Regions from separate parts of the Mus musculus genome. Here regions 2 and 3 are each linked to region 1. A link is a contact called in public Hi-C data. All regions are on one chromosome and are shown on one strand. Each heading gives the region's core, a stretch centred on a gene start, on an enhancer-like site or on the middle of the called end of the contact. The rest is flanking DNA. Distances are from core to core; before and after follow the strand shown. Region 1 overlaps Nemf (nuclear export mediator factor). Region 2 holds the start of Dmac2l (distal membrane arm assembly complex 2 like). Region 3 overlaps Sos2 (SOS Ras/Rho guanine nucleotide exchange factor 2).

What was found. Hi-C and Micro-C count contacts between places; a contact is called where the count stands out from the background.
Region 2: a Hi-C map of bone marrow-derived macrophages shows a contact between it and region 1, with 18 read pairs. The contact joins the promoter of Dmac2l here to the enhancer-like site in region 1. A contact is called at or near these places in 10 of 39 promoter capture datasets (the 3T3-L1 cell line, 3T3-L1-derived adipocytes, the C10 cell line and 6 more), 1 of 484 Hi-C or Micro-C datasets (bone marrow-derived macrophages), 6 of 115 datasets of contacts at active chromatin or transcription factors (astrocytes, bone marrow-derived macrophages, embryonic limb bud and 3 more) and 3 of 9 other capture datasets (adipose tissue, liver and pancreatic islet).
Region 3: a contact with region 1 is called in a Hi-C map of bone marrow-derived macrophages, with 27 read pairs. The contact joins two enhancer-like sites. A contact is called at or near these places in 3 of 15 datasets of contacts at CTCF or cohesin (the NIH/3T3 cell line, large pre-B cells and pro-B cells), 1 of 484 Hi-C or Micro-C datasets (bone marrow-derived macrophages) and 3 of 9 other capture datasets (adipose tissue, liver and pancreatic islet).

The regions. Positions count from the first base shown.
Region 1 is chr12:69,329,126-69,333,808 of GRCm38.p6, reverse strand. Nemf (nuclear export mediator factor) reads left to right here. Exons shown (of 33, transcript NM_025441.3): 17 at 1,834-1,937; 18 at 2,659-2,721. Among named protein-coding and RNA genes, the nearest start is that of Nemf, 26 kb to the left of the region's middle. Within about 2 kb of position 2,453, at least 26 of the 459 cell types and tissues checked have an H3K27ac peak or open chromatin away from gene starts, as enhancers often do. A contact at or near this core is called in bone marrow-derived macrophages, where this site is marked.
Region 2 is chr12:69,723,137-69,727,819 of GRCm38.p6, reverse strand. It overlaps Dmac2l (distal membrane arm assembly complex 2 like), which reads right to left and starts at 2,875. Exons shown (of 5, transcript NM_026536.2): 1 at 2,806-2,875. It overlaps L2hgdh (L-2-hydroxyglutarate dehydrogenase), which reads left to right and starts at 2,946. Exons shown (of 10, transcript NM_145443.2): 1 at 2,946-3,166. The coding sequence starts at 3,024.
Region 3 is chr12:69,643,813-69,648,495 of GRCm38.p6, reverse strand. Sos2 (SOS Ras/Rho guanine nucleotide exchange factor 2) reads left to right here. Exons shown (of 23, transcript NM_001135559.1): 4 at 1-44. Among named protein-coding and RNA genes, the nearest start is that of Gm31679, 21 kb to the right of the region's middle. Within about 2 kb of position 1,810, at least 28 of the 459 cell types and tissues checked have an H3K27ac peak or open chromatin away from gene starts, as enhancers often do. A contact at or near this core is called in bone marrow-derived macrophages, where this site is marked.

The DNA.
Region 1 (4,683 bases), core at 1,204-3,703:
TTATAAGTATGGTTGTTTAATGTCTATGAATGGCTGCGATCTACTTGTGGCCAGTAGAGGGTGTCAGATTCCCTGGGACTGGAGTTGTTACAGCTCACTCATTGTGAGCTGACATGTTTTTTTGTTTTTGTTGTTTTTTGGTCTTGGTTTTGGTTTTGGTTTTTTCCAGACAGGGTTTCTCTGTGTAGCCCTGGCTGTCCTGGAACTCACTTTGTAGACCAGGCTGGCCTCGAACTCAGAAATCTGCCTACCTCTGCTTCCCAAGTGCTGGGATTAAAGGCGCGCACACCACTGCCCGGCTAGTGAGCTGCCATGTTGATTCTGAGAATCAAACCCAGGTCCTCTGGAAGAGCAGCAAATACTCTTAACCACTGAGCAATTCCTCCATCCTGTTATTCGTTCTATCTGGATAATAAACTAATTAATGAAAACCCCAGTTACTTTGTCTTTTGAGAAAAGCCATAATAGTACTCTTTTGGAGGGGAGAGGGTTGTCATAGGGAGACAGTATCTCCCTAGATAGCTCAAGCAGGCCTTGAACTCTGATTCTCTTGGCTCATCCTCCCAGGTGCTGGGATTATAGGTATGTACCATCCCACCTGGAATAATTTCTTGCTTTACCAGTGGTCCAGAACCTATTTGGTATCCTGATGAAAGAAAGCGGAATCTTTGGGCATTTGATATTTTGTACCTTTGATTTGTATAGTTAATTCATTGCTTTGCCATCCTTATGTTTAAGAATGCTACCTATATAAAGTAAAATAATTTTGGGGCTGGAGAGATACATGCCTTAGTGGTTCAGAACTATGTACTACTCTTCCAGAGTGAAGTGAAGTTCTCAAGCCCTTACAGTAGGCAGTTTACAATCTTCTCTAACTCCAGCTCCACCTGCTTTTATGTGTACATATTCATATGCAAATAGTCACATACACATCTAATTAAAAAATTTTTTTAAAGAAATAAATAGGCCAGGCAGTGGTGGCACATGCCTTTGATACCAACACTTGGGAGGCAAAGGCCGGGGGATTTCTGAGTTCAAGGCTAGCCTTGTCTACAGAGTGAGTTCTAGGACAGCCAAAACTACACAGAGGAACCCTGTCCCCCCCCCCAAAAGACAGACAGACAGACAGACAGACAGACAGACAGAGACGGATATCTGGGCAGTTTGTGGTACATGGCGCTTAGAAGGCAGAGGCAAGGTAGATCTCTGAATTTGAGGACAGCTGGGTCTACAGGATGAGTTCCAGGACAGCTGTGACACCACAGAGAAACCCTGTGTCAGAGAGAGAGAGAGACAGAGACAGAGACAGAGAGAGAGACTTGGTTTGATATCCTAGATTAGCCTTAAGTTCATATATAGCTGTGCTGGCTGCCCTTGAACCTCAGCTTCTGAGTGCTGGGAACATCGGTATGTCTTACCCACAATTCCTAGTGAGATAACTTTTTTTTTTATAGAATTTAGTTCCTGCTTCTCTTCTTCCCCATCTTTGCCTCTTCTGCCCCTCCCCCTGACAGAGACAGAGTCTCATTGTATCACTGGGTGACCTAGAACTCACAGAGATTCTCTTACCTCTGCCTCCCCAGTACTGGCAAGTGCCACTATGTCCTGACAGAATCTAATTTCTTGGAAGACTATTGTAAAAACTGTATTACATGTTTTTAGTAAGATTTGCCTGTGCTTGAATGGTAGCTGTGCCATAGAATTGCTGATATCTTGTTCTATACAGGCATGGCAACTTCCTGTTTTGTTATATTTTGTTTTGAAAATGGTATGAATTCAGGCCTTTTTTTATATATATATAAAAAAATTGTTAACTTTGTTTTCTTTCTATAGGTTTGAGAAATTTCTGTGGTTCATTAGTTCAGAGAACTATTTAATCATAGGTGGTCGGGATCAGCAGCAGAATGAGATTATTGTGAAAAGATACTTGACACCAGGTGAGATTAAAATCGTATGAGATTTTCTCTTGAACGGCGTATCAGTTGCTTTGCTAGTAGGCACTGGTTTTTATCCTTTACTCTTGCTTGACAATTAACTAGAGATTTAACACTTTTTGGCTTACATTTTGTTGAAGTCTTTGCCACTTTTTGTTAAGTGGGTATATCAAAAGTAGTATTGCCATGCTAATCTGTTTTTTTGGACTTTTGATCTTCTGCTATATTTACAAAATAGTTTCCAGTCATGGTGGATCACATTTTTTAAAGGTTAATGTTTTGGTGCTATAATTTGTGACTATTTTTCCAGTTTACAAATAGGACTTCAAGCTGGGTGTGTAGTGCATACCTATAGTTGGAGCCATTAAAGAGGCTAAGTCTAGAGGACCACTTTAAGTAGCATAAAGAGACCATTTCAAAAAAGAAAGGAAGCAAGCTGGAGAGATTTCTCAGCAGTGAAGAGTACTTACGTCTCTTGCAACAGATCTGAGTTTAGTTCCTAGCACTTGCACAATGGTTCACAACCCCCTGTAACCACAGTTCTAGAGGATCGAGTTCCTTTTTCTTCCTTCTGTAGGCATTGCATACGGGTGCTTCACTCACATATTTGCAGCCAGAACATTTATGCACATAAAATTTTAAAATAAAGTAAAACATTTGTAAGAAAGCAAAACAAAAGAAAAAGGACTTAAAGTATCATTATTTCACTTTGTTTTTATTTAAGGAGACATTTATGTGCATGCTGATCTTCATGGAGCTACCAGCTGTGTAATTAAGAATCCGACAGGTAATATATTTCTATTGTCTGGAATTTTCTTTTTTTTTTTTTAATATATTTTATTTTTGCATGTGTGTGTCTATGGGGATGTACACAAGTAATCCATGCAGTGCCCGTTGAATCCTGAAGAAAAGAAGAAAGTGTTGATTCCCCGGAAGCAGAGTCAGGGAGGGGTTGGGCTCTGGGACTGAGCTTAGGTCCTCTGCCAGAGCAGTGTGCATTCTTCACTGCTGAGCCATTTCTCTGGCCTCTTTATAGCATTCTTTTTTTTTTTTTTTTTAAGAATTATTTATTTTATGTACATGAATACACTACAGCTGTTTTCAGACACACCATAAGAGGGCATTGAATCCCATTACAGATGGTTGTGAGCCACTATGTGGTTGCTGGGAATTGAACTCAGGACCTCTGGATAAGCAGTCAGTTCTTAACTGCTGAGCCATCTCTCTAGCCCCTGAAAATATGCTGTTTTGTTTTGTTTTGTTTTGTTTTGTTTTGTTTTGTTTTTTGAGACAAGGTTTCTCTGTATAGCCCTGGCTGTCCTGGAACTCACTTTGTAGACCAGGCTGGCCTCGAACTCAGAAATCCGCCTGCCTCTGCCTCCTGAGTGCTGGGATTAAAGGCATACGCCACCACGCCCAGGGCTTTCTTTTTTGGCCCTGAAAATATAATGTAACCAATAATCAAGAATTAGTAGTCAGTCTCCAGTACTGCAAACAACAAAAAAAGATGAAAAAAGATGTAATGGTACAAGAACATTGCATGAATGTAAGAGTCATAACATACTTGTCCAGCATTTATAATATATGAGGGGAAACCAGACAGTAATGGGGTTGGGGGTTGGGTAGATACAAGTATATGCAATAATATTTTGAGATGTTAACACTGAACATGAATAGAATAATTAAAACAGTAAATTAACAAGGAAATAGAAGACTTGAACACATTGATATCTAAACCTAGCAATATCTTTAGAACACCACCTAACAAGTATACAGAGAACATTCTCAGTATAGATTATATGATAGAAGAAATAGAAAATTGAAATAAATCCATAACAAGTAAAGAGACTGAGTTAGGTAGTAAATATTCAAAAATACTTCATAAAGAAAACCCCAGCTGGGTAGTAATGGTACACAAGTTTAATCCAGTACTCGGGAGACAGTTGTGTATCTGTGAGTTCAAGCCTAGCCTGGTCTACAGAGGAAGTTTCAGGAGAGCTAAGGCTACACAGAGAGACCCTGTATGGAAAACAAACAACAACAACAAAAAAAAACAAAACAAAAAAGAAAGGAAAGAAAAGAAAATCCTAGACTCAGAAACTGCACATCTATTATCTTAGCACTCTGGAGCCTGAGGCAGAGGATAACCACATTTCAGGCCAGTTTACACTATGTAATGAGATCTTTGGTCTTAAAATAAGTTGTTCGATGTGGGAGGGTCCCACCTGTTTCGGGTAGGGACAGGATAGCCCTGGACTGGTGGCCCTTGATGCTATAAGAAAGCAGGCTGAGTAAACCAGGATGAGCAAGCCAGTAAGCAACACTCCATTGCCTCTGCATTAGCTTTGCCTTCAGGTTTCTGCCTGGTTTGAGTTTCTTTCTTGGCTTCTCGCAACACACAGATCCTCCTCAAAGTTGCTTTTTTGTGTTGTAGCATTTCATCACAGTAATAGAAATAGAAACCCAAACTAAGATGGTAATAAAATGAAATTCAAGATGCTTGAATTGACAGCTAAAGAATATGATCGTAGACACACACACACAGACACAGACACACACGGGGGGGGGGTGTGTGCGGGTGTTGTTTGGTGTGGGAATATGAGTGTGTGTGTGTGTGTGTGTGTGTGTGTGTGTGTGTGTGTTTTGTTTTTGGAGACAGGGTCTCTGTATAGCTTTAGCTGGCCTGGAACTCAATATGTAGACTAGGCTAGCCTCCAATTCTCAGAGATCCACTTGCCTCTGCCTCCTG
Region 2 (4,683 bases), core at 1,626-4,125, 390 kb before region 1:
CTGCTACAGCTGATACCAAGATGGTGTGACTTTTAAGGTTATATTTAGGGGGCTGGAGAGATGGCTCTACACTTAAGAGCATTGGTTACTCTTCTAGAGGATTCAGACTCAATCCCTAGCACCAACATTGCAGCTTATAAGCAAACCCCAAGGGACCCAATGCCCTATACTGGCCTCTATGGGCACCTGGCACCAACCTGGCATATAAAACATGTATGCAGGCAGAACTTCCATATACATAAAAGTTATACTATATTTTATGATGTGATATGGCATGTTGGGAACAAACAAGAAAGGGAAGGTTATGGTTTAACAGTGATGTGCTTGGCTGGAGTTGACATGAGGTCAATTGTGTTAGTTTTGGTCAAATTGACAATAGCTAGACTCATCTGGGAAGAGGGACTTTTGATTGAGAAAACTCTTACGTATGACAGGTAAAAGATTTGTGGGGCATTTTCTTGGTTGATGACTCAGTGTGGAAGGGCTAAGCTCACTGTGGGTGGTGCCATCCCTGGGCAAGTGGTCTTGAGGTACACAAGAAAACAAACTGGGGAAGCAGTAAGCAACACTCTTCCATGGCCTCTACTTCAGTTTCTGCTCGAACTTTCCTTCACAATGGACTATAAGCTGTAAGACGAAATAAATCCTTTCCTTCTGAGTTGCTTTTGGTCATGATATTTATCACATCAAAAGCAAACTAGGACACTGGGGTCTTTATTATTTCTCACAACTGCATGAGAACCCACAATTACTGTAACACACTGAATTTAAGATACAATCATCCATGCTGTTTGTTTGTGATGGAATGAATAAACAGGGAACATTGTTTCTTCCCCACCAATGAAACAAAACATGTAGTACTACTCATGAAATCAATCAATCAAGCATAATAAAAAGCTAATGCTTTGCCAAGCTCTTCTCATACACACACTATTATCTGCTCAGGGGCACTTCAGACAGAAAATTGTCTGAGGTGGAGATGATAGGTTGAACCTGAGCCACCTACTGGCTGGAACCAACATTCAAACCAGCGAGTCCTTCCTTCCAGCGACAGTCTGTCCTGTTAAGCTGGTCTAACCCTAAAGATGAAGGACTACCATCAAGCACCGAATGGGAATTACATTGGTATGGTGACAAAGAACCACAAAGTTTTACAGTTATAAGGTCTTTTAAGTGACTGCATAGCTCTCATTTTTACAGTGGAGGAAACACAAGTGCCCTCCCCTGTGAGTGGCTATCTGGAGGCATGGACATTTAAAGCTCTCTCTTAGTCTAGTGATTAAGGAAAGGTTGAGCCAGGAAGTCTGCATGGGACTGACCTAGGCACATATGTTATACTTGTGTAGCTTGGTTTTCTTTTTTTTTTTTTTTTGTTTTTTTTTTTTTTAAGATTTATTTATTTATTTATTTATTTATTATATGTAAGTACACTGTAGCTGTCTTCAGACACTCCAGAAGAGGGGAGTCAGATCTCGTTATGGATGGTTGTGAGCCACCATGTGGTTGCTGGGATTTGAACTCAGGACCTTCGGAAGAGCAGTCGGGTGCTCTTACCCACTGAGCCATCTCACCAGCCCGTAGCTTGGTTTTCAAGTGGGATAAGCAGGAGCCCGCCTTTGGGACCCTTTTCTCCTACTGGGCTGCCCTGTCTAGCTTCAAGAGGAGAGAATGTGTCTAGTCTTATGCAACGTCACATACAGTGGCTGGTTGATATCCATAGGAGGCTGCCCCTTTTCCTAAGTGGGTGGGTGGGGGTGGGGTCGATAGTGAGAAGAAGGCTACAGCGCTTTGGATGCCTGCTTTTAAAAATTTGGCAAGAATTTGAGGTTGGGCCAGGACTGGGAAGTAGGCTCAAGATGAACACAGCTGAGGACAGAGTTATTTTGTATTTTGATGGGTCTTGATAAGACTCTGAATACAACTATCATGGCACCTTTGTTTAGGCTTTGTTCCTTAACTCTGTTTATGACTTAGGACTGACCTTATTCTTTGCATGTACTTAGAATTGTATAAAAGCAGACTGACTGGAGGAAAAATAACCTTGCTTCAACCTCAGAACGGGCTAGGGTTATGTTAATAGTACTGTCTAATTGTCTTTTTCTTTTCAATTTTTTCATCCCTCCCTGGAGAACCTGTTGACTGAGCTGGCTTAGTCAGGAAGGCCTGAGAGAAGGAAGGGGAAGCTGGGGCAGAGATGTAAATTAATAAAGAAAAGTTTGGGGCTAGAGAGATGGCTCTATGGTTAAGACTGTTAACTGGTCTTACCTGAGGGCCTAGATTCCCAGCACCCACATGGCAGCTCAGAATTTCCAGTTCCAGGCGATCCTGTACTCCCCTTTCTGGTCTCACAAACTCCTGCACATACCTGTTGCAATAAGCTCGCATAGGCACATATACAAGTCAATAATAGAAACCAAAAAAACAACACTAAATGACGACAGAGACCGAGCCGTCTACTTTCATCCAGCGCCTAGCTCAGCGCCCGATATTTACAAGCTGAGTCAGTGGTTGAATGAACAACCAACCAGGAGCCCCATGAAGGGCCCAGAAACCTGCGGGCAATCAGCAGGGTAGTGACAGGGAGCGGCAGGAGGTGGCTTAGTCCCCAGCTCCCGGGCCACAGCGTCGCCAACCGACCAGGAGGCGTGGCCGAAGGAGAGGCCGCAGGAGCCAGGGGTCACCCCGACATGCCCAGCCTTCTCTGGCGGAACAGCGCCGGCGTCCAGTCAAGCCTGTGCGGGCGGAGGTCCCGGAGAGTGGAACCACCACCCGGTCCCCGCCTTCGCCCTAGCTCCTCTTACTCACGGCGTGCTGCGTCCCTGCGCCTGGCCGGCCCTTCGCCCTCGGTCTTTTCCTTCCACGGCGCTCGCTCATTGGCCAGCGGAGACCACGCCCACGTCAGGCAAACGCGCGTGTTTCATTGGCTCTCGTCTGGGGGCGGGGCTGGAGAGCGGCGCGCTTCACCCTTAGAGTCCGTTCAGGTTGCGGGTGCTGGGGTGGAGGGAGGGGAGGTGGCGCAGGCCATGTGGCCGACCCTGCGCTACGTAGGCGGTGTCTGCGGACTGGCCCGGTACTGCGTGGCTGGGGGCTTCCTCCGCGCAAGTGGACCGGCGTCCGGGGTGCCCGGGCTACTGTGCGGGGGTGGCCGCAGAAGCTCCAGCACCAGGTAAGTGAGAGGCGGCGGCCTGCACTTGCTGTTCCGCTCAGGGATCTCCAACTGAACCTGTCTGTGTCCCCCGACTCGATGTCTCTGTCCCCGGCGAGGAAGTCCTGATTCTGTGGTCCAGCCTCGAATCCCAGGAGCTGCTGACCCGCAGGGTTCGTCCACTGCGTTTGTGCGCCATAGGAAAGGCAGTGTTGAGTTGAGGTCCGGAGCTAATCTGGCTCCGAATACACAACTCCTCTCCATTTCTTAACCACTCTAAAGGGTGACTGGTGACTAGGATCCTAGTCTGGCCCCTAGGTGGTCACTTTGAAGATTAAAAGACCTAGCACACTGCCAATAAGTATGCAGCTTCTTAACTATCATCCCCTGTGTTGCTTGGAAAATCCAGAACTTGGCTTCTGTGGGTCAGTTCCTTGCACACACTAGAGTTGTCCTCACTAGAAGCAACTCAGTTGCCTACTGTGAGCTGCCTAGGAAAGCTGGCAAATACAGTGTTCGGTGTGAAAGCTTTAAGGGCGGGGTGGAGGGGTGGGGGTGGGGGAGCTTTTGATTGTTTGAGACAAGGTAGACCATGCGAATGGATTTAGTGGCAGACCGAGGTGTGGCACGACCCTGGAGAGGGGCAGTGTTTTTGTTTAAGACGCGTTTAAAGCATGTTAAACGGTACTGGTTTGTTTTCCTTTGGCTGTCCTATGACTCCGGTGTAGATCAGGCTGGCCTCTAATGCCTCAAGCTATCAACCTGCCACTCCTTTCCTAGTGCAGGAATTAAAGGCACGTGCCACCCAACCTGCGCCACCTTAACTTTTGAGACTGGATCTCTCCCAATTTCTCTCCCTCTCCCTGTCCCCCTCCCTTTTTCCCTCCCCCTCCGTGTGTGTGTGTGTGTGTGTGTGTGTGTGTGTGTGTTTCTATCTGTCACTTGCTTTTTCCACATGGGGTCTCTCTTTGTATCCTGGCTATCTTGTTGACCAGGCTGTCCTTGAACTCAGAGATCTTCAGTGTCTGCAGGGATTAAAGGTGTTTGCCTCCACTGCCTCGGGGCAGGAGAGGGATGGGGTGGGGGATAGGGTCTCTTGAGGTGATTGGTTGGTTGCTCAGTAAGCACGAGGGATCTGCCTGTCTCCCTGCCCCTGATCCCAAGGTTACATGGGTTGAACAAGGAATGCCCTTACATAAAGGTGCTTTGGGTACAAACTCAAGTCCTCACTTGTATGGCAAGCACTTTGCCAATTAACCATTTTCTTATCCCAGTTTTTAAAATACTGATTATTTTGAAACAATTGTAGACCTATAGAAAGTTGCAAAAATTATAGAATGGTTTTATGTCACCTTCCTCCTGTCCCACCATTTGCCTTGGTGTTAATGTTGATACAATGCACACATTCAGGTTTTACCAAATTTATGTGCATTCTGTGTTCTGTGTATAGCTCTATACAGTTTAATCATATTTTGTGTAATCTCAGTTTGGGCATAGAAATGCTCTATTGTGGGCCTGGACACGGGTGCCCTCTAAGG
Region 3 (4,683 bases), core at 561-3,060, 320 kb before region 1:
AAATATCTCAGCAAGACATTAAAGTGTCCATGTGTGCAGATAAGGTAAGTGTTAAAAAGTAGTGACTCTATATGCCATTAGTTTTTCTTTTCTTTTTCTTTTTTCTTTTTTCAAGACAGGATTTCTCTGTGTAGCCCTGGCTGTCCTGGAACTCACTTTATAGACCAGGCTGCCCTGGCTGTCCTGGAACTCACTTTGTAGACCAGGCTGGCCTCAAACTCAGAAATCCGCCTGCCTCTGCCTCCTGAGTGCTGGGATTAAAGGCGTGCGACACCACCCCGGCTTAGTTTTTCTCTTAAAATTAGCGGTGATGAAGGTAGTTTCTTTTTTTAAGGTTATCAGGACTTTTATATTTTAAATTCCCACATTTCACATAGAGTAAAAGCTAGTACTAGAAACATGATATAAATAGTCCCTTCTGTGGTCTAGGAATCAGAACCAGGGCTCTGCATGTGCCTGACAGGCGCTTTGCCACTGAGCTCTGCCTTCGGTTTCTTTACATTTATCCATGCTATTTATTTGGGAATTGTTTTTACACACGCACACAGTGCACCTGTGGAAGCTGGTGACACCTCTCAGGCATCCTGTCTCCATCCACCAGGGATCAGGGGACCAGGCTTGGTAACACACATCTTTACTTGCTCAGGCATCTCCCTTGCTCTGCTTATTTGAGACACATTTCACTGAGTAGCCCAGCTTGGCCTTGAACTCACTGTATAGCTGAGACCACCCTTAAAATCCTTCTGATTTAGGCTCTAATATGCTACAACCATCAGCACGCACCATCAGCATGCACCATCAGCATGCACCATCAGCATGCACCATCAGCATGCACCATCAGCACGCACCATCACACTGGGCCTCAGGTTTTCAGTACATGAAGAAACTAGCTTATTGCTTTTTTTTTTTTAATGGAGGGCTCCCTTTCTTTCTTCTCCTTTTTGTTTTTAAGGATTATTTATGTATATGTATGTATATAAGTACACTGTAGCTGACTTCAGACATACCAGAAGAGGGCACCTGATCACTTTACAGATGGTTGTGAGCCACCATGTGGGTGCTGGGAGTTGAACTCAGGACCTCTGGAAGAACAGTCAGTGTTCCTAACCACTGAGCCATCTCTCCAGCCCCAGTTATTGCTTTTTGTTTTAAAGCCATTGTCTCAGTATGCATCCCCAGCAGGCCTGAAACTTGTTTCGTAGGCCAGGCTGATCTTGAATTCATAGAAGTTCCCCTGCCTTTGCCTCCCAGTTATTGGGCTTGAAGGGGTGTATATTCATGCCATGCAGTATATTAGTAACTTTTGTAATTCCTGATGCTGGAAGACAGAAAATTACTGGTTTTGCAGAATCTGGAATTTCTAGAGTTGAGCATCATGGCAGGGAGGAGAGTTCTCCGTTTCCATCAGGAGGCTTTGTATACAGGAGGGTTGAGGTGTCGGGATCTATCCAATCAGTTGGTGAAAGGTAGTTTTAAGTAATGTTTATTTTATTCAGTTATTTCCCTTTCCTGCTTTTTAATGACAGGGTATCACTATATAACTCAGGCTGCCTAGTCTGGTGTCAGTCATGAGCTCCTCCTGCCTCTGGAGGGCTGGGATTTCTAGACATGAGCCATTACACATGCCCGAGTCTTTTATTTTTACAAAGGGAACACACAGAGCTGTTTCTGGAGTTTTAAGTATTAGTAACTTTGAAGACCATGCTTTGCTATCTTAAGACAGTTTGGTAGGACCTGGGCACCGCTCAGAACAAAGCTCCTGCCCTCTGATTACTCTGTTGCCGTTCTTCTGATTACAGAGTCATCCTTCCTGTTCCTAAGGGCTGCTTGAGGAACAGGCAGTCTTCCGTTCCTCCTTCCTCTTCCTTCCCTTGCTCTTTGTCCTCCTCCTATTTCTCATCTTCTGAGCACCGTTGGAAGAGCTTGGTCCTGAACAAGGGAAGCACAGCACTGGGGAAGATAGCAGAAGCCCCCATGTTAAGGGTGTGTGTGCTAGTGGGAGATGGAATGTCGCAGACAAGGAACTCAGGACAGTGTGACGTAAACAGTGTACCAGTGGATCCAGGGTACAGAGGCAGTAATCAGCACCTGGCCCAGTACACACTGGGGGTTGTCAGCCTTGGCTGCACGTGAGACTCACTAGGAAGTTTTAGAGAACACTGGTGTTTGCAGAGCTTTAAATAGCCTGAGTTAGACTCCCAAGCTGCAGTATTATTTGGAAAAACTATTTTTTTAACTGTAGTTGAGATCTATTACTCTGTAATTTAAAAACTGAGTTTTTCCACTTTCATTTCATTGTAGAAATTTGTCATTTTTATATTGACTTCTAAGATCAAGCTTACATACTTTTTATTACTTTGAAAGTGACTTAAGCTGATAGAAAAGGTAGAAGAATAGTATGAAGTACCCCATCGCATTCTGAGTGATTTTGAGAGTAAAGTACAGCTGACAGGAACAGTCCCTGAGGGATGGTAGTGACTGACTACCACATGGCCGCTCCTTGATGTTACCTGCCCTCAGTGACAGTTTGAGTTTAACTTTTTCCGTCCGTTGTCACCCTGCTTACTCCAGGTGGCAGACATCTGAATTCCTTAGGACTTTTCTAACTGAGATACTCTTTGGTTTTGATTTCTTCAACTCATGCTATAGATTTAAACATTTATCAGCATAACTCAAATTTAACCACAGAAATTTTCATATTGTTTCTAAAGTTATCACAATCAAGATACTTTAAAAAATCAAATTCTCGAATTCATTTTAGTTATCCTATCCAGCTTTTGAAAGTATAGATAAGTTTGAGAAACTTAAATTGCCCAATAAAAATATCTAAAAAGATTAAGATTTTGTTTGTTTGGTTGGTTTTGGTTTTTCGAGACAGGGTTTCTCTGTGTAGCCCTGGCTGTTCCTGGAACTCACTTTGTAGACCAGGCTGGCCTCGAACTCAGAGATCCGCCTGCCTCTGCCTCCCAAGTGCTGGGATTAAAGGCATGAGCCACCATTGTCTGGCTAAAGAATAGGATTTTAAACAAATTAAAGACTTCCATCTAGGTTTAAAACATACCACTTTTCTTGTTTTACCTTGTGTCCACTTCAAGAGCAGGATGTACTTAAAGAGCCAGCCAAAAACTGGGTATGATGGTGCACACCTGTAATATGAGCACTCAGGGGCCATAGACAGGAGGATTGCTGCAAGTAAGGACAACCTATTGTCCACAGCCAGGTCTCAGCTAACTTCAGGCTGAGTGTTAGTACTCTGTTTCAGAATGATAAAACAGCAGCAACCCCGAGAACCCACAAAAGGGAGGTGGTAGCTGTTGCAGGCTCACTTGCAACTGCTCATTTCTACTCTGGTAGCAAAAATAGCTATAAACAAATGAGCATGGGCTGTGTGCCAGTAAACTTCATGAAAATAGAGAGTGGGCAGGATTTGGCATGTATACTGTAGTTTGCTGATCCCGGTTTCAGACTTCCTTTTCACAGTCTCTTGTTTGTCACAAGAGACAGTCATGTGCTTAGCTAAACATGCAAATAACTGTATTTGTGATTCTGGTGATGGGAATGAGTTAATGAGAGTATTTGACACGGAATGATCTATAAATCTAAATGGGTTCCAAGAGCTCATAGACCATATGTTTAATAACCATTCGAGAAATCCGTTGATTTCTAAAGATGTTTAATTTTCTAGACAAAAAAAAGAGAACATATTTTTTACATTTAAAAATAAAAGTCGTATTTGACTGTTACAAAGTGTTCTGCACATCAGATTACTGAGAACAATCCCATCTCAGTAGTAACGGTCACTACTGAGGAAAGGGTTTATACCCTGAGAGCGGAACGTATGCTAAGGGAGATTGCTGCTTCCCATGGGAGAGAGGGAGGGTGCTTCTCTGGGGAAGTTTAACTTGTTAGCCTAATGGTAGGAATTGGGTTATCTGTCTTTTCCTTGCATGGTAATATTGTGTCTGTTTCAGTGCCCCCCTCCTCCCTCCCTCCCTCTCTCTCTATCATCCATCCATCCATCCATCCATCCATCCATCCATCCATCCATCCATCCATCACTTGTTTGTTTGTAATACTAGGAATTGAGCCAGCACACACTAAGCAAGCTCTGCAGCAGAGTCACATCGCTAGTCCTTTTTCTTTTATTTTGATAGAAGGTTTAACTGAAATTCCCAAGATAGCTTCATGTTTGTCTTGGAAATCGCTGAGTTGTAGGATTGTTGTCATGCCCAGCTTGACTTTGCTTATTTGTTCTTGTTTTGAACATGACTTCAGAAATGCTTTGTGTTGTGCAGGATTGTTTGTTTATTTGGGTTTTTTTGTTTTTTGTTTTGTTTTGTTTTGTTTTGTTTTGTTTTGAGACAGGGTTTCTTTCCTGGCTATTCTGGAACTCACTTCATAGTTCTGGTTGGCCTAGAACTCAGACATCTGCCTGCATGCCTTCCAAGTGCTGGGATCAAAGGCATGCGCCTTCATTGCTTAGCTATTGTGCTGTGTTTTTAGCTCCTGCAGTCATTGGGCCTTTAGAATAGTTTGTAACATTTGCACATATACAAACCCTTTAAGCAAACACTTTTTTTGTGTGTGCATGTTTTTAAATCCTTAGACAGCTATTGTCTAATTAGGGAAGACATGAACAGAAATATCAGTGTAAATAGTGCAGTTCTGTGGTGCAAGCAAGCC